5 separate regions of the Gossypium hirsutum genome follow, and all the other regions are linked to region 1. The links are chromatin contacts, called in public Hi-C maps. All regions are on one chromosome and are shown on one strand. Each heading gives the region's core, a stretch centred on a gene start, on an enhancer-like site or on the middle of the called end of the contact. The rest is flanking DNA. Distances are from core to core; before and after follow the strand shown.

Region 1 (2,760 bases), core at 199-2,698:
GTAATCTTACATGACAATCCAAATAGATTTTAAATGTCAACTTAGATGTCCAATTGCTAAGATGAAAATACGTTTTTAATTAAATAAATTTAATTTAAACTGTCATGTAGGACATTAAAGTTAATATTTAAAAATCATTTAGACTGCCACGTAGGACTGTCATTAGGGAGGTAACGGAACTTAACGGTAGAGTGACCACTTTGTAACAAAACAATAACATAAATGACTAAAATGTAACATTGCAAATATAAGTAACTAAAATATAATCTAAGACAAACAAAATTGACTATTTTTATAGTTTATCCTAAACTAACATAATTAATTTAAAAAAAAAAATTATTTGTATTGATTGTATCGGTTTAATTCTGATCACATCATTTGAAACATTATGCATTAACTAATGCATGAATACAGGTTAAAAATATATTAAATTATTCTTATACCATTTATGGTAATTAATAATTTAATTTATTAAAAAATATTATTTATAATAAATTCGAAATAGTACATTGAAATAGATTGATATTGATATGTGGTTAAAAAATAGTATACTCACCTATACAATATTAACTACTTTAATCTAATTTTTTATTCTCATGGAACATAAAAAGACCCAGACAAGTTTCGAGTTGGAACTAACATGTCCATAAATTTGTGTTGAAGGTAAATAATAATAATAACTTTGTATAAGCGGTAGGAACATGAGTTTTGAAGAAAAAATTAATAGCAAAGTTAGAGATGTTAAGAGTTAAGAGAAATATAAAAAAAATTATAAAATAGTGGGAACAAATCGTTTATTATTTCAATCATGTTGACTGATTAGTTATTAAAAAAAATGCAGGAACCATTTACATGGTTCACGTAATAGCTGAATGTTGTTTGGAATAAAAAAATGTTGTTGAACAAGTAGAGGCAAACGTTGTAATTTACCAAACAAAAGACCCAAATTAGCAGACAAAGAACACATTTAAACCAACAATAAAAATATAATAATCATGGTAATTAAAAAGATGGAAAATCAAAAGTGGGTAATTGATAAGATTTCCAGTTTTGGTTTAAAAACATGGTAGATTTCCAGTTTTGGTTTAAAAACATGGTAGTAGTAACATTCTTCACAAAAATCAAAAACTAAATTGATGATTGTCACCAATCCATTTTATTTATTAAAAGCTGAAAATGACATTCAAAATATTCCTTCTGCAATACTAAATAAAAAAATAATCAACATCAAACTCTTATTTTTATTTTATTTTTTCCATCTACCAAAGCAAAAACATGAATGTTATAAGATATCTTGGATTGAGGGACCCCCCTTCATCGGTAGATGGGGGATTTTCCATCAATGTCCATATGCCACGTGGCGACTCATGAACACCAGCTCGAATCATTCATCATGCCCCCGGATCTGAGTATTACACCCAGACACCAATCCAATCCAATCCAATCTCATCCCCCACGGTTTTTTTTATCCCCTAAACTCTTCTTAATAATTACTTGGTATCTCATCATTATTTTAATTTTTATTCCAATAATATTGTACCTTCTACATAACACTGTATATATATAGCAAATATGGAACTAAAAATATTTAATCTACATATTCCCCCCCCCTCTCTCCTCCTATCTTTTCTCTCTCAATACTCTCGCTCAAATAATTCATTTTCTTTCTTGCTTCCTCCTGAGTACGGTTTAATCGCCCATCTTTTTTCCTTCATTCAACCTGTGTCTGCTTCCCAGAATATAATGCTCCAACAAGGTACGTGTATATGCAAAAGTAATTACTATATCATTGATGTACTTGAATTTTTATTTATGTCTTCTATAGCAAATGATTTCAAAGAAAATAAAAACATGTAATAAAATTTCTATCTTTGTCTTGTGTAGTTAAATTATTGATTTCTTTTTGTCATTTTCAGCTGATGGGTTTTCTTAATTTATTATATTTCTTTGTAAAACACTTGGATCTTATCAAGATAACTTCTTGTTTTTGATTTAACACATTTTTTTCTTTTTCTTTTTTTTTAAAAAAATCTTGTTTAGCTGAGTGAGTGATGGGATTTTATGCTTCTTATTCCTTGAATTTGATGCAAAATCTTTTTTTCTCTTTTTTTCTTAATTTTAATTTACTTTTTATAAATAAATTGTAATTTTTTTTATCTGTATTTGTTTTTATTTTATATATATATTTCTCATTGTCATTTTTGCGGTTAAAAAGATTAATAATGCTGTCTCTCTGCAGAATAGTACTAACTATGAGAGTAATCTTATCTGCATCATTGACTAGTTTTTTTCTTTAATAACAAATTTTGGGTGTGTTTGAGATGCTTCCTTGCAACTCCATGTTTGAGTTGGGTATTTTCTGAGTACATTAAAAAAAGTTTCCCTTTTATGGAAATGGATCTGCTTTTTCACATCTCATCATAAGTAATAATAATAGTAAAAAAGATAAACAATAATATCAACTATTATTTTTCATGTTTTGTTTATTGATCTTTCTATGAAAAAACTGAAAGTAGCATGCATGGTGATGGACATGATTTCTACAGCAGGCCTTTGTCTCTTACACCTTAAACAATTCTTGTTTTTTTCTTTTTGCTATATTTAACTATGTATGATTATGGCTATTTTTTTTAGTAAAAACAATACATCATCGATGTATATTAAGTTTCTAACTACTGCCGTCTCATCTATTGTTTCCCTATCATATTCTTTCCTTTCTTTGTTGTATTTTTGGATTCATTACTGGTTTTTGATTTGATA
Region 2 (2,700 bases), core at 110-2,609, 290 kb before region 1:
TTTGAGGCGAATTTCGATAGGGGATCCGTTAAGAAGGAGATCAAAAAAGTTACTATTCATTCGCCTCGAGTCACAGAGCATATGACAGAGCTTGTGTCTCAGAGCATCAGGCACATGAGCAAGCGAAGCAATCGCATCTGCATTATCGACAAGAACCCTCAAGCTCAAATCAAGCAATGATGGAGGCAGCCGCTTTGACCAGTCTTTTCTTTTACCCTTTTGAGGAACCCACTTAATTTGTAAGTACTGTACCTTGTCCGAGGAAGAACTCCCCTGTCTTACGTTAAAATTCGCTGCTCTATCCCTTATAATCTTCATAGCAGTAGAGAAAGGACCCGGCCAATCTTCAACACCCTTTTCTTCAGGTTCTTCGGACGGAATTTCGCTTTCAGCCTCCGTTGATAAAATGTTATCATCTTCTTCCTGGGTGCTGAAATGGGCAAATCGAGAAGCATTTTCCCTAGCCGTATCTCGAAACCGCTCCATTCTCCCCTGACTTGTTCTCCTATTATTCTTCTTACTTGGCTTTTCATTGGACAAATTCACTTCCTGTGCTAGAAGTTCAACGTCGGAAACTGAACCGTCAACTAAACTCTCATCTTTAGATTCCAAAGCACTTTCTACAAGCAATTTCCCCTTCCCTTTCTCTTCTCTACTATATCTCCTTTTTCCCTTCACATTCACTCTCTCCTTGCTTCTTTCCGGTTTCTCAGTATCTTCACTCTCTTCCACTAACATGCTTTTACCTTTCCTGTCAATTTCAACCTCTACATCGCCTTCGCTGCCGTTGCCGTCGCCAAATGGACCCTTCTTAGTAACCCTCTTCCCCGACCGCAAACTCAATACCCCTTCATCCTCGCCGCTCTCCAAACCGACATCGTTATCGGCACTCAACTTCCTCTTTCTCGAAACGTCACCGTTTCGTCGTTCGATAGGTTCCTCCGCCTCCAAAACACCATCCTGGCCGGCATTGGACGAAGCTCTCGTAGAAAGACGAAGGCTCCGCCGAAGTATGGGTGCGGAACCGGAAACTGAACCAAGAGTTTTAGGGGAGGGAATGAGTGAAGGCGGCGATGAACGAGTGGCGGGTTGTTCGCGGCCTTGCGTGGGAGTGGCGGGCGGGTCGATATTGGCCCGAGCTTTTAGGGGCTTGGGTTGGACCGGAAGGATTTCGCGGGATCTTAGGACCGGCATCGCTGCTGAAAGAAAATGGCGGGAAGTGAAAACGAACCAGTATGAACACTCAACAAAAGAATAATAGGGAGGAATCGTATTAAGAAAAAAGGGCGGCCTTTTGGTTTTTTAACAAATTTAGGGTTTTTCTGAAAGAGAAGCTTCTCGCGTACGCTTTTCTATATTAATTTTCCCGCCACATAAATGTCCTCAATATTACGGGCCTGAATCTGAATGGTCAGCCAGCTGGCTTTTTTATGTATTTGTTTTTGGCCCAAAGAGATGTGAAGAAGAAATAAAATAGTGAGAGGAAAAAAGAATGTATTTTTATTGATTAATCGGAATTTTTATAATATTTATTTATTAATTTATGTTTGTTTAATAATAAAATATTGATAACGTTCAACATGATTTAAATTTTAAATTTATATAGGATTTTAAAATATTTTAATTAAGTTTTTAGAGTATTAATATTAAATTAAATTAATTGTAAGTTTAAATTTATCATGAACATTTAAAATATGTTAATCTAATCAAATAAATGAATAATCTCTTTCCTTAAAAAAACTATATAATTTGCTGAATTTTAACTTTATTAATTTGTTTCTTTTAAGCATGCACTAACAACCTATTATTTTAGACCTTAAACATAACTATCTAATTAAATACTATACACTTCAACTCAACTTACCATATATAAGGTTTAGCATTATATATTAAGCTTAATTCAAATCAACATTAAAGAAATACTATCTTAATTCTAGTATATATTAGAAGCCAATCATGACATATCTAATCTAATCACATATATCATATATTGTTGTGATTATAGGGCTAAATAACGTCAATAGTCCCTTTTTTTAATAATTAGATTTAATTAAGGAAATAAATTGATTTAAATAAAAAAGCGAGTTCAACTGGACGAGCTTTCTGCATACGTATCAAGAAAACACGTCTAGCTGGACACGTTTTCTGGAAAACTCATCTAATCAGGCATGTTTTCCCTCAATGTTCAAAAAGGTCAAAAAGCAATGGCTTTTTTATCAGTGCCACGCCAACTGTAAAAAATAAAAATAAAAATCCAACAATAAGTTTTTTTACCCTATAAATACCCTCCAAATTTCAGTTTTTTCATTCACATTCTTCTCTCAACTCTCTCAAACCCTCTCAAGTCTCTCGTTTTGATCGTGTACGATATTTTCATTTAAAAATAATATTTTTATTAATTATCTCATATTGTATTTGTTCAAAATCTATTTTTCACGAATGACCGCCTCTCTAATCCACTTCAACAACAAGAATATTTCCACCACCCAAGTAGTAATGGTAAGACGAAAATTTAAATTTCATTAATTTCAATAAGGTTAATTTTATTTTTTTTAATTTGAAATTATTTTTATTGTGTAAATAGGCAGAGAATCGTGTTTTGAAGGGCTTCATTCATAACATCGGAAAGCTTGCGATCCCTGAAATTCTTGGCCACTTGCAAGCAGTTGGATTCTTACATGTGTCTTGCATGTTCGGGGG
Region 3 (2,700 bases), core at 171-2,670, 430 kb after region 1:
TAACTAAATATGACAGAGCAAGTCCCAACCCAACAACAAATATTATTGTCTAAAATAATAGATAGGAATTTAAACCAAAACCATTATAACTTTGTATTATTTAACATTTTGTTCGTTTATTGATGTTAACAATAAACTAGGCAGGCATTGGAGCAGTGACGTGACTAGTCCATTTCCCAGCGAATTTCGAAAGTGGAATAAAAATTTCTTAATATGATGGAAAGCGAAAATCCAGAAAAAATAAGTGCGCGGCGCACCTGAATCGTATCCTCTTGAGATCGTTGCCGCCGCGAGGAAGTGAAACAAAGGTAATAAGCACGCCAGGCTCCACCTGAGCCACCCACTCTTTAGGCTCACTTTCTTCGACGAACACGACCGTGTCCACTCGGCGTCCGCTCAACGATTTCGGCGTCCCTTCTCCGCTCGAACTCGACATCCCTTTCAACCTTGCTTCCATCTCCTTCCCCCACGTCCTCGGCGTCGCTGAGCTCGAACTCCCCGTCCGACGATAAGACCATCTGAACCTGTCCGAGTCCGCGTCAGACTCGCCCATGTTCCTCAACCGACTCTGCGCCGTGCAGGGGTTACAGTGCCTGTACGCCCCCGACGCCTTTAGCGCCATGTCCTTCAACTAAACCACACAGTCATTAAAGCCAAACAAAGAACGAAGAACCGGAAAACCTTGACGTCGTAAATCTGAAAGCTAATTACCTGCGAAGTGAGGGATTTGATGGCTTGGTTGTGCTTAGTGTTAGGAGTAGTGGAAGAGTCCATTTCCTCTTGTTGACTCACCGAGTCATCACCAGGTTGCTTGGAACGAGCTATGCACGTCAGCATTGTTGTTTCGAAATTCTCTGAAAGCTGAGAAATCTTCTGTTTAAATAAAAAGCAATACATTGAAAACTACATTTATGATTTGTCAGAATTTGAGAACTAGATTATACAATAAACAAGTTTTCGAGTTTACCGTACAGAGAAGCAAAATTTAATGCAAACCCAGAAATCTGAGGATCAGTGGTGGGTAAGAGAGAACTAAGGGTTTTTTTTCTTTCTTTTTTCCTCTGAAGTTTCAGGGACCTGGAGCCCGATATTCGAGACTCAGGTAGCTCTTTAATGATGCCACGTTTAATTAAAAAGGATCAAAGATTCTCTGCGCCAACCCAAAATAAAAACAAAATTAAACAACAAAAAGGGTTTTAATAAAAGAAAAGAAAAAAGATGGAAGAGATAAAACCAAATTATAATCTCCTCAATCTCATCGAAGGAGCTATGGGTCTAATGGGATAAATGCACTCATTGCACTGCAGTTGTTGCTGTATATTGGTAGTAGAAGAGTGTGGTTGGTGTAGGCCGTTGCTGGGCTCAGATGATGTTTCCTTTACCTTTTTAATACACTGTGTGATCCGATGATGAAATGATTGGTGCGTGATGCTGATTGCTGAGCTTCTGCTTTTGTTTTTTTCTCAGTTTTCAAAAAGCCCACTGGAGAGACTCGATGGGCTTAGTTTCATCATTGGAAGGCCGAAGAACTCGTTTAACTTGGGCTATGTTATCAACTCGTGAGTGCCATTAATAATGATAGTGAGAGATTTGGCATTTGTGCATGTTGATCATTTACCATCTACCTGAAGTGGTGTGGTGTATCAGATCTTCCAACCCATTTCCAAAACAAATTTCCTTTTATTACTAATATTGATGTAAAACTTTTGACAGAGGGTTGTCTGTTTTAGAACTAGTTTAATCATTCTCAACAACCTAGTGTTGCGGGTTTGTGTTTTTAGGGCAATTGGTCAATATAAATTGAGGCAAATTGGAGCTGAAAAATCATTGATTTAATTGCAGGAACGTGTACATCGTTGAGCGATTCGGGTCTATCTACACATATCCGCTCCCACTCACGTGGCTTCCATTCCCAAGCGTATATGTCAGAAAGCATCTTTAGTTTTTGGCACATAACAAACATTATTAATTACTCCGAAATATTAGACTCAAAACACCTCTCCAACCTCCAATCACCGTTGAAATCCACCCATTTCTAATTTCCATCACCACCGCCGTCTGATGCTTTGACCACCGTAGTTTCTATCGTCAATCCGGCGGCTCCCAACAGATTATACCGCAGGCTCAGGCTTTAAAAAAAGTCCAAAAAGGAGACGCTAGCCTCCTTAGCCATCCCCGACCCACAGTGGGACCCTCGCCAGAGGAATCTGGAATATCAAAATAAAGGAGTCTGTTTGAAGCTTAAATAAGACCCAATCTCATACTTCCACCTCTAACTCCGGTGGTGGCTGTCATTATCTTTTATTGTCACCGGCTCAAGTGAGAAGAAAAAAGCCCCCCGCCCCTTTTTTTCTTTCACAATTAATGAGAGTCTTAGTATCAGATTCTCATTAGTCTCCGTTAATGAAACAAACCTGTATTATATTTTGGCATTAAATAACGATGTCGTTTTTGCGGCGGAGGAAGGGGACGGATTCCTCGAAGTCCCAGAACTTACGGTGCAACATCGTAAAGGAAGATGAGAAGAATAACCTATACGAGAGCCCCAGGAAAGAAAGCTATAATTCCAAGAAATGGTCATGTTGGGACAGTTGTTGTTGGTTCATTGGTTTTGTATGTTCGGTGTGGTGGTTCTTGTTATTACTTTACAATACAATGCCTGCTTCGATTCCGCAATATGTAACGGAGGCGATAACAGGG
Region 4 (2,750 bases), core at 82-2,581, 270 kb before region 1:
TACTACCAGGAAGGGATAGTCCGTGTACCCCACAACAGGGTCTTGCGTATAAAATGTCTTCCTAATGTATCGATTTAATGGCGCATTGATCCTCAACCTAAAACCAGGTCTGGATTCGATATAAAAAGACGGCCATACGATACCAGATCGGCATCACCCTCAGCTACTGCTTGCATTCCGAGCTCCCTTGTGAATCCACCACTGCACATGAAAGTTCCCTCGTAACTCCTTTTCAAAGTCCTCATTAAATGAGCTTCCTCATCTTCACTACCGTGCCTGCCTGATTCGGTTTGCCCATAGGCATGATAACGAGGCTGAGTCACATGAAGGTAAGCGAGTTTCGACCCCAATTTCAGCTGAAGCTCATTAAGCCTCTCGATCACGGCTAAGCCTAGGTTGAGCGGATTAGTGTCAGTGGCGTCGAGGTGATCGATTGCGGGTGAAATTCGGACTGCGATTCTATCTGCACGTACAGCTTCGGCTACGGATCCAACGATTTGCATTAAGAATTTACATCGGTTTGCCAGTGATCCACCGTACTCATCTCTGCGATCATTGATCCCGTCTTTTAAAAATTGGTCGATGAGATATCCATGCGCTCCATGAATCTCGATTCCATCAAAACCGGCTCGAATGGCATTCAAAGCTGCCGTGCGGTAGTGTTGGACAAACCTCTGGTATTTCCGAGATTTGTAGAGCTCTAGGTTTAGGATATATGCCATAGCTCCCATCTAGCATCAAAATTCTCCACCTGTTGGAGAGAGGCTTGCTTGTTGACGATATGGGTGCCGCCCCACCAGGTTGATACACTATTTCATTAGTCAAAATAAGCAAATAAAATATTTCAATAAATGGTGAAAAAAAGGGGAAATGCATAGGGTGATGGAAGTTACCAGAATGTGAAGCACGGCCAACGTGCCAGAGTTGGCAAAAAATGATGCTTCCTTTTGCATGAACAGCATCCACAATCTTCTTCCATCCCTCCACCTGTTGGTCATTGTAGATCCCAGGAACATGTGGGAACCTGCTTCAACATTGCACCATTAGGCAATTTAGGATATGCCAGGAATCTGGATAGCTCAATATTATGAAAATCTGATATTATTGGAACAATCATTTTGTAACAGGGAAGGGATAAAAAGACTAACAAGGGTACCATTATATCATATACAAAATGATTATATTTGAAGTGAAGCATTGCATCTCCCAACCCTATTATCTCATATTCAATTTAATTTAATTTAAAAATAAAAACTCTTCCAATATGCAAAACGACACAACATTGGGCAAATCCTATCTGTTTGATGGAAAAGACTAGAAAGTGGTATAATTTATTGGTGGAATAGTCGTATCAGGATTTGGTTAAATTACGAAATTACCCAGCTGCAGTGTCGGACACCAGTGTCCCTTCGGTGATGAGAAAGCCGCCTGGAGTCGACCTCTGCATGTAATATTCAGCGAGCGCCGGCCTTGGGATTCCATTCAACGCCCTGCATCTAGTCATCGGCACCAGCACCCCCCTGCCATCACATACAAACCAAACTCAATAGACCCCCGGAAATCTTTGGTAGAACATGTCTGACAACCAAAGTTCCCTCAAGACAAGGATCTAAGCCCCTCCGAAATCAAGGAATCTGATGCAAAAAAAAAAAAAAACAGACAAACTGAAACACAGATCTGTGAGAAAGGTTGAACTTGCCCATCTTGTAAGGAGAGAAGAGCGTTGGGGTCCCTTGAGATAGAGTTTCCGCCATTGTTACCTTCCTACGAACTTGATCTGATGATGAAAAAACTTATCCGCAGTACACACTCCAGTTGAAAAAGTAAGGAAAACCAACAGTTACTAGAATAATTTACTTAATTATATAAAGAAATTTAGGGTGAGAGAATATAAGCATGTGGCATAAAATTGGACGGTATAGGGCGGGGGTTGCGGGAGTATTTTATAGCTGAAAATTTAATCCTTTGTTTTGATTTGATGAACTGCGTGGGGGGTTTTGATTGGAGATATATGGACGGAGGAGTCGGTGGCTGCTATTTATGGCATGGGTTTCATGTGCTGATTTAAACAGTGGCGACTCTTGATGCAAATATGTTTCCGCCGGCAATCACTGTTGCCGACCTGTTGTTGCTTTGAAAAAACTCTGGCGACAAATAGTTGTAGAATTACTTGTGTTTTTCTTTCTCTCTTGCAAAAGAAGAATGAGTCAAAACTCAAAACGGTGTGTACCATCCTGAATTCAATGCTCAGTTACAATTGTGAGTGTTCCCACTAGTTTGAACCTTGACAAAAAAAGGCCGGGTGAAACAACAATTTTGCACTTCATCAATTCTGTTAAAATCACGATTATACCTAATTAACACTGTAACGACTGGTAGTCAGTGATCTCGATAAGTGCATTTTTAGAATTTTTTTCCCGTAAATTGAAGTCATAAATATTTAATAAATATTTTTAAAGTTCAGTTAAGTGAATTTATTTAAATTAAAAGTAATTAAATATAAGGATTAAATTGTATATAGCGTGAAAGTTAAATTATAGATTAAAAATAAATTAAAGGGTCAAAGTAATAATTATACCTATGTTATAGAAATATGTTAAAATATGTTATTTTAATAATTAAGTAAATGTATATATATAATATTATATAATAATAAATTAAAGTATAATAAAACAAAATTAGTATTAAAAAAAAAGAAAGAAAAAGACATACAAATTAGAAAGAAAGAAAAAGAAAGAAAAAAGAGAAAT
Region 5 (2,700 bases), core at 95-2,594, 330 kb after region 1:
TCTTTCCTTTTTCACTTTTTTTCTTTGTTATTTCGACTTTCTGTATTGCTTTAACGGTTCACTCATCACTGTGTGAAGAATAACATTGATCTCCACTGTTCTAAAGCTTTAGTAATTTTCACCATCTTAGTGATTTTTTCTTTTCCATTTTCAAAGCTTAGCTAAGGTATAGAGAATCATAGTCACTCAAATAACTTGAATTTTCAATTTGGAAACCCCCAAAGCCAATAATTACAATTTGAAAGATGAAACGAGAGAGAGAGAGAAATGAGGTTACACTATGAAGCCATTAACAATGGCTTGATTAGTTTTCAGTCTAGTAGTTTCATACACTGGCAGCTCCTCTCTATACCTTCCAATTCCAATGAGATGATCCAACTCGAAAAGATCCGAACTCGAGCAACTCAGTCCATCATCGTCGTCGTCATCTTCTTCATCATCATAATCTTCAATAAAGCCTCTCAAATCCAGTTTCCCGATACCTCTTCTTTGATAGCTCCTTAGATAATCACTTGCTTTACTGGTGCTACCTGCAGATTCTTTAACAGTCTTTTGAACAGTTGAGGTGGACATTAATCTGGGATCATCGCTGTATATATTTTTATGGCCACAAGGACTGGAATCTTCATTCAAAATGACAGTAATTGGACAAAATTTAACTGACCTTTTATTGCCATTACTGTACTTGTTATTGTTATTACCTCTTGAAGAAGGTGTTTTGCTCAAGCAAGACCTGGAAAATGAAGTGGGTGATGAAGCTGAAGATTTTGATTTTCGTAGGAAATTTACATCCTCTGAAACTCCATTAGAGCACATCTTCACTTTCTTGGCATTAGCATTGAAAATGGAGTTTATGAAGTTAGTGATACGACCACCAGGGGAAATGGGTTGCTTCACTTTCTTCAATTCACCATAGATTTTCAATGCTTTCAGCTTTGTTTTGTTGAACCCACCACCACCTCCTTCTCTCTTGGCCTTCTCTTGATTGTCCTTCTTGTCCGGTTTCGATCTTCTCGATTTCTGTTTGTAACTCGACTCGGCTTCGGAAGATGAGAAGATAGCGCCATTGCTAGAATCGGAGGAGGTCGAAGTGGAGTTGAAATGCGATGCTGAGTCCTGATTGCTCTGCTTTTCAACCCAATCCTCAATCATAATAGCCCGTCGAAGACTGGAACCACTTCTCTGCTTCTTAGTTGTTTTGGTTTCCCTGTAATTGCACAATGTCGGCTCGTTTGATTCATCGATGGAACGATAAATTGCATCCAAAAGAGTTGAAGAGAAAGAAGGGGTTCTTCTTCTTTGAGGAACCGTAGTATCTATCACGGAGCTCTCTCTTCTATACATGGTGTTTTTTTTTTCTTTGTTTCACACAAAACAAAAACAGGGGAAACAGAGATTTATACAGGGGAAAAACAAGGGAATTTTGAGATTAAAGAAGGGACACAAAAGAAAAGGACAGTAAGGGGGTAATTTAAGGCTTTAATGTCTACTTAGAAAGTGTCAAAAGCTGCAAAGACACAATTAAGTAGAGAATGCAAGTAGATCATGTGAAAGAGAGAGAGAAATGGGTATAGAAATAGAAGAAAATTCCTCAATGTGAACTGGACTGTTCTGTTTATTACCAGTATATATATATATGTTTGTTAAGTATTAGTGTAGCATAAACAAGTAGGGGGGATTTGAACTGTGAAAAAAGCAAAGAAAAAGAGACAATTGTGTGTGTACTTGCTGTTGATGTAACTGAGGAAAAAGTGAAAGCAGGAGGGAGTGCCGCGCGTGCGGGTGGGGGTGCCAGGCTGTTGCAGGTTTGATTGTGCGGGTAACTTTTTCTTTTTTTGTTTGAAGTTTGATGATGTTTTTAAACTGCAAAGGGGTTGGGTTTTTTGAGGGGGTTATTGCTGAGGCAGTGGGCAATTACATTCCAATGAAGTGCGTATTGTTTGGTCCTTTTCATCTTTCGCTTTCATTCACTAATTTGTACTAGTTATCACCCTGTTTTTACTACCTGAATCAGAAAATAGATATACTCCAATGAAAGCAATTTTCGTTTTCTTTAATGAATACTACAAAAATTATTACCATATATAACATATTTCAGATTATTTATTAATTTATTATAAGTTTTTCAATTGAAAAGAGAGGCTTTTTTTTTTTACTAAAATGTTATTATATTATTTTTAAAGTGTAACAAGTAAAATACAAATATGAGTGATCGCAAATATCAAACTATTACAAATAAATTATCTAAATAATCACAAAGTAAAATGAACTTCTAAAGGATGTTTTTGAAAAAAAAACGTACAAATTTTTTTATTATTTTTCATCTAAATTTATGTAGTTTAAAAAATGTGATTGTGTAAAAAATATAAAGTTGCTTTCGGATAAAATCTATTCTTGTGGCACGTTTTTTCTATTTGCTCTTGTGGCATGCTGCCCTATTTTTTTCTTTTTTTTTGTTTGGTAGTTTCTGTTTTCATTGGTTTTCTTGATTTATGATTATGGGAGTGTGATTCCAGTAGTGTCGTTGTGGATATAGAAGAGGAGTTGGCAAATCTCACAATTGGGGGAAGGGAGGATGAGGTGTGGTAGTTTGATGTGGGTAGTGAAGAGGCGACTTAGAGTTATGATATGTGTTTATGATAAATTCCAGCATGAAAGACTTTTACGATTATGTTTTCTGTGTGGTTGATTAGGGCATGG

The links. A called contact is a pair of places that touch in the nucleus more often than the background predicts.
Region 2: a Hi-C map of leaf shows a contact between it and region 1, with 2.8 times the contacts expected there. The contact joins the promoter of LOC107951068 here to the promoter of LOC107951061 in region 1. A contact is called at or near these places in 5 of 34 Hi-C or Micro-C datasets (anther, hypocotyl and leaf).
Region 3: a contact with region 1 is called in a Hi-C map of leaf, with 5 times the contacts expected there. The contact joins the promoter of LOC107897705 here to the promoter of LOC107951061 in region 1. A contact is called at or near these places in 6 of 34 Hi-C or Micro-C datasets (callus, hypocotyl and leaf).
Region 4: a contact with region 1 is called in a Hi-C map of leaf, with 4 times the contacts expected there. The contact joins the enhancer-like site here to the promoter of LOC107951061 in region 1. A contact is called at or near these places in 5 of 34 Hi-C or Micro-C datasets (anther, callus, hypocotyl and 1 more).
Region 5: a Hi-C map of leaf shows a contact between it and region 1, with 1.8 times the contacts expected there. The contact joins the promoter of LOC107897704 here to the promoter of LOC107951061 in region 1. A contact is called at or near these places in 2 of 34 Hi-C or Micro-C datasets (callus and leaf).

The regions. Positions count from the first base shown.
Region 1 is chrA06:19,953,594-19,956,353 of Gossypium_hirsutum_v2.1, reverse strand. It overlaps LOC107951061 (protein ELF4-LIKE 3), which reads left to right and starts at 1,448. Exons shown (of 2, transcript XM_016885962.2): 1 at 1,448-1,756.
Region 2 is chrA06:20,248,060-20,250,759 of Gossypium_hirsutum_v2.1, reverse strand. It overlaps LOC107951068, which reads right to left and starts at 1,359. Exons shown (of 6, transcript XM_016885966.2): 1 at 1-1,359. The coding sequence starts at 1,194.
Region 3 is chrA06:19,527,557-19,530,256 of Gossypium_hirsutum_v2.1, reverse strand. It overlaps LOC107897705 (protein Brevis radix-like 4), which reads right to left and starts at 1,420. Exons shown (of 6, transcript XM_041115295.1): 1 at 968-1,420; 2 at 712-870; 3 at 258-631. The coding sequence starts at 837. It overlaps LOC107897707 (phospholipid:diacylglycerol acyltransferase 1), which reads left to right and starts at 1,665. Exons shown (of 7, transcript XM_041115292.1): 1 at 1,665-2,700. The coding sequence starts at 2,443.
Region 4 is chrA06:20,228,237-20,230,986 of Gossypium_hirsutum_v2.1, reverse strand. It overlaps the pseudogene LOC107951066. Among protein-coding and RNA genes, the nearest start is that of LOC107951064, 13 kb to the right of the region's middle. Within about 2 kb of position 1,331, at least 7 of the 9 cell types and tissues checked have an H3K27ac peak or open chromatin away from gene starts, as enhancers often do. A contact at or near this core is called in leaf, where this site is marked.
Region 5 is chrA06:19,621,570-19,624,269 of Gossypium_hirsutum_v2.1, reverse strand. LOC107897704 (protein BIG GRAIN 1-like B) reads right to left here and starts at 1,344. Exons shown (of 1, transcript XM_016823241.2): 1 at 274-1,344. The coding sequence starts at 1,344. The coding sequence ends at 274.